2 separate regions of the Mus musculus genome follow, and region 2 is linked to region 1. Evidence: chromatin contacts called from public ChIA-PET data. All regions are on one chromosome and are shown on one strand. Each heading gives the region's core, a stretch centred on a gene start, on an enhancer-like site or on the middle of the called end of the contact. The rest is flanking DNA. Distances are from core to core; before and after follow the strand shown.

Region 1 (4,599 bases), core at 796-3,295:
GTTGGCTGCTCATTTGAGACATTGGTCCACGACCACTTCCTGTGACAGCTCCAGCTCTATGTACCCCTTCATCTATCTGCACCCCACGTGAAATTCCATTCCTAGGTTGAGATCACCAAATGTCCAAACCCAAGAACAACTCAGCTCAGAGATCGGTCCTGATTTCTTCTCCCTGCTCCTTGTGTCTAAGTTGCAAGGAGACAGGGAAAGGACTGTGCTCATTCGACTGCCTCAGGATTTTTTTCAACCTTGTTCAAAGCACATTTAACAAAAATTGCAGTATTCTTATGTTAAGGTGAGGTGTTTATTTTATTCTCATTCACCCTGGTGCACATGCATGAAAGAGGCAAGGGTGATGCAGATAAAGTAGCAGAGATGCTAACCATCACATCAGGACCTCACCCTATGTGAGGAAATGAGAGGATAGAAAGACTTATGTCCCCATGGATGAGATGACTGGTTGGTCAGGACCGTAGTCCTATGTCTCCAAGCAGAGAATTATTTTCCCTTCACAACCTTGCAGCTTCAGCCATTCCCACCCATGTTCTACCACAGATGTCCTTGTCAAGAGTCTGTGAGTCTCTCAAGGGATTTGAGAGGGGCCCTGTCACCCTGTCCACGTGTGTATTTTTGTTTTGTTTTGCTTTTTCCCCAGCGGGTAGAGGTCAAGGATACATTTATGATTAACACCGTGGGGTGGAGAATTCGCAGGTTTGAATGCTGCGTGAAGGGAAAGACATGTCAGAACCATGGAACAGTGGCCAGGCTGAACAAAGTTCCCCCAAATCTCCTTCGGATGTTCTGGAGTTTCTGATGAACTCACAAATTAAGCTTTGGATTAATTTTTAAAGCACACACCTCAGGAAAATACACAAATTTCCATGCCAGAGGAGCCAGTGAGCTTTGTGCAGCCTGCTGCTGGGCCTGCTGCTCTATTTGGGACATACAAACAAGCCAAATAGTTCCGCCTTCATATGCTTCTTTTCTTCTGGCCTTTTCTGGGAACATTTTCTCTATTTTTGAAGTGGTGAGCTTGTTCTTGACTTTGAAGATGGGCTTGATATGCCTCTTGCTCCTCACAGGGTCTCTTCTGGTCCTAGTCTGTCTTCCCACAGATCCTGGTATCTCCTTGGCCCTTCCTGAATTAGATTCTAGATATTTGTCATCTCTCCTCCCTCCCTTCCCACCTTTCTTTCCCACTCCTCCCAGTGTGTGTGTGTGTGTGTGTGTGTGTGTGTGTGTGTGTGTGTGTGTGTGTTACTATATTGAGAGTCTCCTAAGGATATTTGCTCTGTTGTATTCACCTTTGCACTCTGAGTGGTCAGTTCCCAGAATAGAGAGAGAACAAAGGAATTACCACGTTCGAAACTTAGAAAAACTATATCTAATTCAGGCAAATTTCAAGAGAAAAAGTCAGGTAAACCTGACTTTCTAAGCACAGCTGGAGAGGCCCCCAATTGACCAGTTCCCATTATACATTAATGACTAAAGCACCCACCGGTGAGCAGCTGCTTTGAGTAAGCCCCCCACACAGGCCCAGTGCCCACATTTGCATGGGCATGCACACACAAAAGCTAGAAGGAGCTTGGAGTGTCATGCAGAGGTGCAACCCATAAGATAAGATCATCGTGCTGCACAAAGAAGTGAACCACGTGACGATGTGGGTAACCCCAGGCACAGATGACACCCTCAGCAAGGCCCCACTCAAATCTAACCACATCATCTCTTCATGAAGCAAACATGAAAAAAAGCACCACTCCAACAATTACCAAAAGGGTGGTTTCATGCTTACCAGCCTCGATGGTATCAACACTCCTAACTCCAGGGCTACACTTGGGGAAATAGTTCTCTGAGATAAGGAGATGAACTATCTGCTCAAGAGAATGTGCAGGAAGTGAAGGGAGCCAGGCAACACGTAACGAAACAGTTTGTGGCCGATGAGCCATCTAAATAAAAGTGTCCCCAGGCAGCTTCAGTTGTGTAAGCAGAGGAAACCAAGACACCCTATCTCTGAGTGAGCACACTGTGGGTGCCAGCGTGCGTGTGTATCCACGGAGCATCTTGGCTAAAGTGAAAGTCACAGCTCCTCTAGCTGTGGCTGACACCTGCATAGAGTAGAAAAGTTGCAAAGGTGAGGTGACTTCCCATGCAGCAGCTTTGAAGACCCTTACTGGGTGGCTCTGTCTGCTGTGTGAAGCCATTGGCTGAATGGCCATCGCGATGCCATCCCGAGAGAAGGGACAGTGATGGCTCAGTGCAGTCTGGAAAGAGAGGCTGCACTTAGCTTCCTAGTACCTTGACATAGTTGGGTGATGAGCTCTGAGCCACTGACGATGGCATTTTGCTTTCAGAAGCTTTGCTCATGTTTCTTCCGTGTTTTCGGCAGTGTGGCGACTCTCATCCTTTCTACCCCTTTTTACTCCAGCAACCTTTTCTGCTTAAGCAGGTTTGGGAGCGTCTATCATCATTGTTTTTATACTTCTTTATGAAGTGTGTCTCGGTGTGACTGTGTGCATGTGAAGCTTGTACACTCTGACTTGTAGGAGTCTCTGGTTCTTTCCTTCCACCCCATGGGTCCCATGGGACCACACAAAGTCATCTGGTTTGGTAGTAGGTGACTTTACCCACCAACCTACCTTGCCATTCCCCCCCTCAAGCTATCTTTATATGAGTCTTCAAGGCCCTGGAGTGCTACAATATGAAAGCCAGGATGGGCCTTAGTGGCATAGAGCCCAAACTACACTGGTGCAAAGACGTGCTTTAATTCTCTGCTCTGGAATTAGTCAATGCTCTTTGACTTTAGTTAAGTCCCTTAACCTAAGTTTCAGGCCATCTGCATTAAGTTTGCTGTAGACATAGGAGTTCCCTCATGTGAAGTCCTTAGCACGCGAGCCATACAGACCTCACTATATGGAGCTATTGTGATGAACAATGGATCAAAGAGAATCCTGAGGTCCAGAGAGTGTAAGTATTTCATCCTAAGCAAAGGAGTCTTGAGTGGTCAGTAGCTATCAAATCTAGTAGATAATGTCTGAATCAGAGATGAAAGTACTCATTACTGGTTTAATTCATGGTAGAACTAAAGTCCATTCAGTTTTGGGACAGAGCTTGGCACACTATATTACAATGATATTAGTAACTGCACACGTGTGCGCGCGTGCACACACACACACACACACACACACACACACACACACACACACAAGGTCTATTCAACTGAAAAGTGGAATCTGGCACTTTCTAGGTCTCCTAAAAAGAGTATAGCACCAAAGACTGGAGATTTCTGTTTAATCTGCTATTTCCCAGCTGCCATATCACCATGCCTCTACTATTCTAGAAAACTCACCCAGGAAGGTCTCAGCCTGACATGTTCCCTGAGGGATACATTCCTTTTTTACAATGCAGATAAAGACTGTTCCAGAATCCTGGGAAGTTAATTAGAGTCACTGGTAATTTGAGTGACTGCAAAGCCCCAAGGCATTCACAGAATGTTCCTCTGTCCCTATATTCTAGAGCTTCACACTGGTGAGTGTGTGTGTGTGTGTGTGTGTGTGTGTGTGTGTGTGTGTGTGTGTGAGAGAGAGAGAGAGAGAGAGAGAGAGAGAGAGAGAGAGAGAGAGAGAGAGACACTGGGGGGGTATCTGCTCATTTCCATTTTCCCCAACAAAGTACTTGGGTTACAGGCATGTGCTGCCATACCTGCCTTTTTCTACGAGTTCTGGGGCTCCAACACTCAGCCCCTAATGCTTGAACAGCAACAGCAACTGGAGGGAGCCACCCCTCATTCACTGTGCTTCCGTTTGTGTATGCACTTATACCCAGAAGTCAGAAGCCAACCTTGGAAATTGTTTCTCAGGAGTCACTCACATTTTAAGTTTGAAGATAAGGTCTTTATTAGACTAGAATTTCCCAAGTATGCTTCTTATTGTTTTTTATGTGGGTTCTGGGGCTCTGTGTTTGCAAGACAAGCAGATTACTGAGTGAGCCGTCTATGCAGTCCAAGCTGACCTTTGGCAGTGGTAGCTCAATGACAGGGCTGAGACACCAGGCTCTCTAATCCATTATCTGAAGGATGCTCCATGCTAGACTTTCTTCCGGATGGTGCCTGTGTTGCTAAGATCATGACGCCTCTATATAGGATATTCCAATTAACCCAGTGTTGTTTTTACTGCTGTGTACAGTACTGAATATACTTCTCATAAAATAGCCTTTATGTAAACGACCATGACCTGGATTCAGATCTTTATTTTCTATTTCATAAGCTCTTCTAATATCACTGTGGAATCAGAATGGATGTACACTATTTTCTCTTGGCACTGAATTTTGGGGACTAAACTCTGCTCAATATTAGGATCACAGCAAGAGCTCAAGAAAGTATGGGTACAAATGCACACACACACACACACACACACACACACACACACACGGAGCTGCCAGGATGTATGTGTGTATATATATATGTATGTATATATATACATCTTACCCTACAGTTGGTACCCCCTCAGGGTCTCATGGTTTTTAGTTATGAGTATAAAGGCCTGAGTAAATTGTCCTGATTACAAAGAGTTGGGAAGAGTCAGGCTGTGGCCACACCTCCCT
Region 2 (4,599 bases), core at 1,325-3,824, 300 kb before region 1:
AAGCTTTGTAAGATCATGGGCTGGGGATGTAGCTTAGTTAGCAGAATGTTTGCCTAGAATACACGAAGCTCTGGGTTCCATCCCCAGTGTTACATAAACTGGGTGTGGTGGTACATTCTTGTAAGCCTTGTAAGCACTTGGGAGGTGGAGGCAGGGGGATCAGGGGATCAGGAGTTCAAGGTTATTCTCAAGCAAGTTCAAAGCCAGCCGGGCTATGTAAGACCCTGTCTCAATAAAAAGACTATAAGACCATAAACTCCTGAATAACAAATTTCACCAGTTCTCCAGTAAATCCAACTTCTAGGACACAGTCAATAACATCTGAATACTAGATCTGACAAATTCAAATACATCAGAGATGTCTTCCTTGATTATAACCCAATAGTGATTTTCCTTCTCTCCCTCCTTCCCTCTTTCCCTTTCTCCTTTCCTCCCTCCCACCCTTATTTTGAGACAACAGGGTCTCACTTTGCAGCCTTGGCTGGCCTGAACTCACTATTGTAGACTAGGCTGGTGTCAAATTGATATTGATCTGCTTGCCTCTGCCTCCCCAGTGCTGGGATTAAAGGTGTGCACCAAGATGCCAACCGTTCAATGGCGTTTCTTAAAAGTTCCCCTTCACCGTGCTGTTTTAAGGCAACTGGTATAGCCAGGCACAGGAATAATCAGGAAAAACGACAGAGCCCTCTCTATCCCATGTCTGAATGCATGCTTGGAAAACTTGGACAGAGACACAGTTCCATTGTTAACTGTAAAACCCACATCAAGGAGAAAATGAATAGCAAGAGTGGCCAAAAGCTCAAGTCTCGTCACTTTTTTCACCAATCTTCGGGGTGGGGGGGTGGGGGGCAGAAACTGCTGGCTGTTTCTTGGCTGGTAAGAGAAATATAGGAAAAGACAGCAGAGTTTGGAGGCAGGGTTTGGTACTGGTGAGACCCAAGAGAGTGACTGCTCTCGGCCAGGCCGAGGAGCTGTCAGATCCATTTTAGGAAGTGCTGACAGCTGAGTATGAAGTCATATGCTGTAACATCTTATAAATGTCATTTTTTTTTTCTAGTAAAAAGAAGTGTATGACTTGGAGCTCTGTGTGTATGGTATGTGCCTGTGCACACGTCTGTGTGTGTGCGTCTGGGGAGGGAGGGCAGGAGAGAGCTCATCCCGGGCTCACCCACTTCCTCTGAGGCAGTGTTTTTTCCCTGAACCTGGCTGGAGCTCACCTGTTTGGTTAGATTAGCTGGCCCACAAGCCTCAGGGATCCTCCTGACTCTGCCTCCCCAGTGTTGGAGTTACAGCGGCAGTGCTACTACTACGCCTGGCAATCTTAGGTGGGAGCATGGACTGACCTCAGGTCCTCCAGGGCAAGTATTCTACTGAGCCAACCCCTCCATCAGCCTTCAGCTGTTTTTATTTAAGTCCCGAACAGGAGCGAGGCGGGAACGCAATGGCCAGATGGAGACATTAAGTTAAGGCCCAGGACACTGCCCTACATCAGGTGTTCCTCTTGCCTGTGACAAACATTTCAGATGACACGCTGGCCATCCTGCACATGTGCCTGCCTATCGAATATTAAGCCATGTGGGTATTTGTCACTGAAGATATCTTGAGTGCGTGTGACACAGTCACTCAGAAGTGACTTGTAATTTGCAGTGAAAGTGTGGCATCCACATACTTTGGTGCTTCAGGATGTTGAGAGTTAGAATATGCTTTACTGCCCATTGCAGCACTTTCCACACAGGATGGAAACACATCTGATTGCTAACAGCTGCCGGGGGTGCAGCGTACTATCGTAGCCAAAGCTCTGAACAGCAACTCTCTCAAAGCCAAAAGCTGCTGCCATCTTGTTTCACTATATGCACGCACCTGTGCATGTGCGCATGCACACACACACACACACACACACATATCTTCCCAACACACAAATGCACACTGCATATACCACATGCAATATTGTGCCTATTTACCACACACACAACACAGGTGCACCCCTGCCACACACATACCCCTACACATAAATGCATCTAGCTGTAAGTCTCATTACCCCATGCTGGGCAGCGCTGCCAGGGACATGAACTGGGCACCAAGAACCCACTAAAACAGTTCACCTTATAATATTAACTTCACTCCAGATTAAACTCCAGCTTCCCTGAGTGTAAATGTGTGATAAACGTGGAAATTATTTTTAGAAGAGAAGAAGGTAAAGTATCGAGTTTTAAATTCATAAACTCTACAGCCTGAGGTTGAGTCTTTGTCCCACTCCTTCCTAGCTCTGCGAACCTGAGCACTTCATTAAGTCCATATGTGTTCCCTCATGTATAAAGAATTCCTCTGTCATTATCATGGTATATAGAGGCGAAGGGTCCTGCACACAGCAAGTGCTCTAGGCCGTCATTTCTTTCTACGTGTAGCAGCTTTATTGGGATGGCATGGATCTAACCCAAGAAATAACCATCAACAGGCACAAAAAGCATCAAAAGAAACCAACGCTTCTTTCTAGAGCGAGGCCACAGCAGAGATGGCATCCTGGAGAAGAGCTGAGAGAAGAGGAAGTGGGGAGAGGCCCCACACACCAGCACACTGTGGTCAAGTTGGGGAAAGACTGATCTGCAGGGTAGGAGGCACTCACAGGTCCCTGTGACCCGAGAACCACGGAGCAGACACTTGGGCTAGAGAGTGATCGTCTTTCCCCCAGGACTCTACTTCGGTCTTTAGCTCCACAGCTTTGGACTAGACAAGCAGCTGGATTATAAAGTGAGCCATCTTATCTCCCTAACCACAGGGATGTCTTTCTGTGGTGAAAGACTAACAGGCATCACCAATGAGGGAAAGGGGCAGTGGGAGAGTGTATGTAGAAAGAATGTGACCAATTTCATTGTGTTTTGGCTTAGAAAGGGAATACTTGGAGATGTTCACTTCAAGTCTTGCAAAGAACTAGAACATTGTTTCTATATAACCAGGCCCTCTTGTCTTACCTGTTTTCTCCTTTTATATATATGTGCATTTCTTTTTCTTTTTTCTTTTTCTTTCTTTTTTTTTAATTTTTAATTTTTTTTTTTATTTTGACAGGGTTTCTCTGTGTAGCCCTGGCTGTTCTGGAACTAACTCTGTAAACCAGGCTGGCCTTGAAATCAGAAATCTGCCTGCCTCTGCCTCCCAAGTGCTAGGATTAAAGGCGTGCGCCACCAATGCCTGGCATATGTGCATTTCTATGTGCAGGGCAGAGGACAACCTTGACTGTTATTCCTCAGGGACACTTTTTTGTCTATTTGTTTTGTTTTGAGACAGGGTCTCTCTGTGGCCTGGAAATTAACAAAGAGGCTAGGCTTAGCTGGCCAGAGAACCATAGGGATCCTCCTGTTATCTGCCACTTTTACATTGGGATTAAAAGGAAAATGTCACCATGCCTGCCTTTTTAAAATGTGAATTCTGGGAATCAAGTTTAGGTTCTCTGGCTTCTAAGGGCAGAACTATCTCCCTAGCCTTCTCTTGCCTTGTTTATAAAATACTTACTGCTATCAGTTAGTCCTTTAATACCACCTCCTGCTATGGTAGGAGACACGGGGCAAATGCAAAGCTAAGGCAGTGTTGATGGAAAAAGAAAAAAAAATGAATTTGTGTGTCTTTCGGAAGTAAACAATTGCAAATGAAAGTGCTATACCAAGAACTTGCTCAGATTTTTGTCTCTGCCCCAAGCTTTAAATCAGTAGAGACAGCACCCACTGTGGGCCACATTAGTGGTGTAAGCCCACCCCCACCATTGCCATCTACAGAGCATCTTAGGGTCTCAAGCTGCAGTGTATTCACCCACAAATACCTTAGAAAGAACAAGGCCAGCCAGTCCTTAGAAATAATGTCCAAGTGTAGCTTCACTATAGCCTGAACCTCTAGACCAGAGCCTTTCCTCAGATGCTGAGAGGCCAACACCCAGTGTGGTGACTATGGGCAGCCCCGACTTCCAGGAAAACCAATTCAACTACTCACAGTGCGGTGCCCTGGTTATTTGCTGTTATTCAAAGAGATCCAATACCATCAACGCAAACAATTCCAAGAAACGGAGTTCAAGAAGGGTTAATGCCCAGAGAAGGAATCATTTGAATAAGTGTATACTGTCCAAGTTCAAATTCTGAGTGGGATGGGAGTTTTTTCTGATACCTAACCTTTGGTATGTTAGCTTTAAATTTCAGTCATGCCTCCAACAGTCTCACCAATCACAGGAAGTGTGGCAATTACTTATGCTGAATGAAAAGTCATTTAAAACATCCCAGATGTGAAAGTCGGAGAGACACTTGCTTGGAGGAGAAAAGGGTATACAGATGAAATGTGAAGGGGTGTGAATGGGATGAGAGAGAGCAATGGGGTGAATATGATCACTCTGTGTGTATGTGTAACTGTCAAATAATAAAGGAAACATTTTAGAAAAGAAAAAAAAATGCCACTCAAAAGATGTCACAGGGTAAAGTTTAAACCGTCCCCAGCCTCCAAACTAAATACTAACATTTGGATTCAAGCCAACATTCCGTTCCTGGGATCAGCTTTTAGAGATGTCTGTTTGACAAAGCCAGCTGACGGTTTTGCTCTGGAACTTAGCACAGCTAGTAGCAA

Evidence for each region. ChIA-PET counts read pairs in DNA pulled down with a chosen protein or histone mark.
Region 2: a contact with region 1 is called in an RNA polymerase II ChIA-PET map of memory CD8 T cells, with 50 read pairs. The contact joins two enhancer-like sites. A contact is called at or near these places in 3 of 115 datasets of contacts at active chromatin or transcription factors (effector CD8 T cells, fibro-adipogenic progenitors and memory CD8 T cells).

What each region holds. Positions count from the first base shown.
Region 1 is chr9:69,031,842-69,036,440 of GRCm38.p6, reverse strand. All of the region lies in intron 1 of Rora (RAR-related orphan receptor alpha), which reads right to left. Among named protein-coding and RNA genes, the nearest start is that of Gm31262, 210 kb to the right of the region's middle. Within about 2 kb of position 2,045, at least 55 of the 459 cell types and tissues checked have an H3K27ac peak or open chromatin away from gene starts, as enhancers often do. A contact at or near this core is called in effector CD8 T cells and memory CD8 T cells, where this site is marked.
Region 2 is chr9:69,334,271-69,338,869 of GRCm38.p6, reverse strand. All of the region lies in intron 2 of Rora (RAR-related orphan receptor alpha), which reads right to left. Among named protein-coding and RNA genes, the nearest start is that of Gm15511, 28 kb to the left of the region's middle. Within about 2 kb of position 2,574, at least 64 of the 459 cell types and tissues checked have an H3K27ac peak or open chromatin away from gene starts, as enhancers often do. A contact at or near this core is called in effector CD8 T cells and memory CD8 T cells, where this site is marked.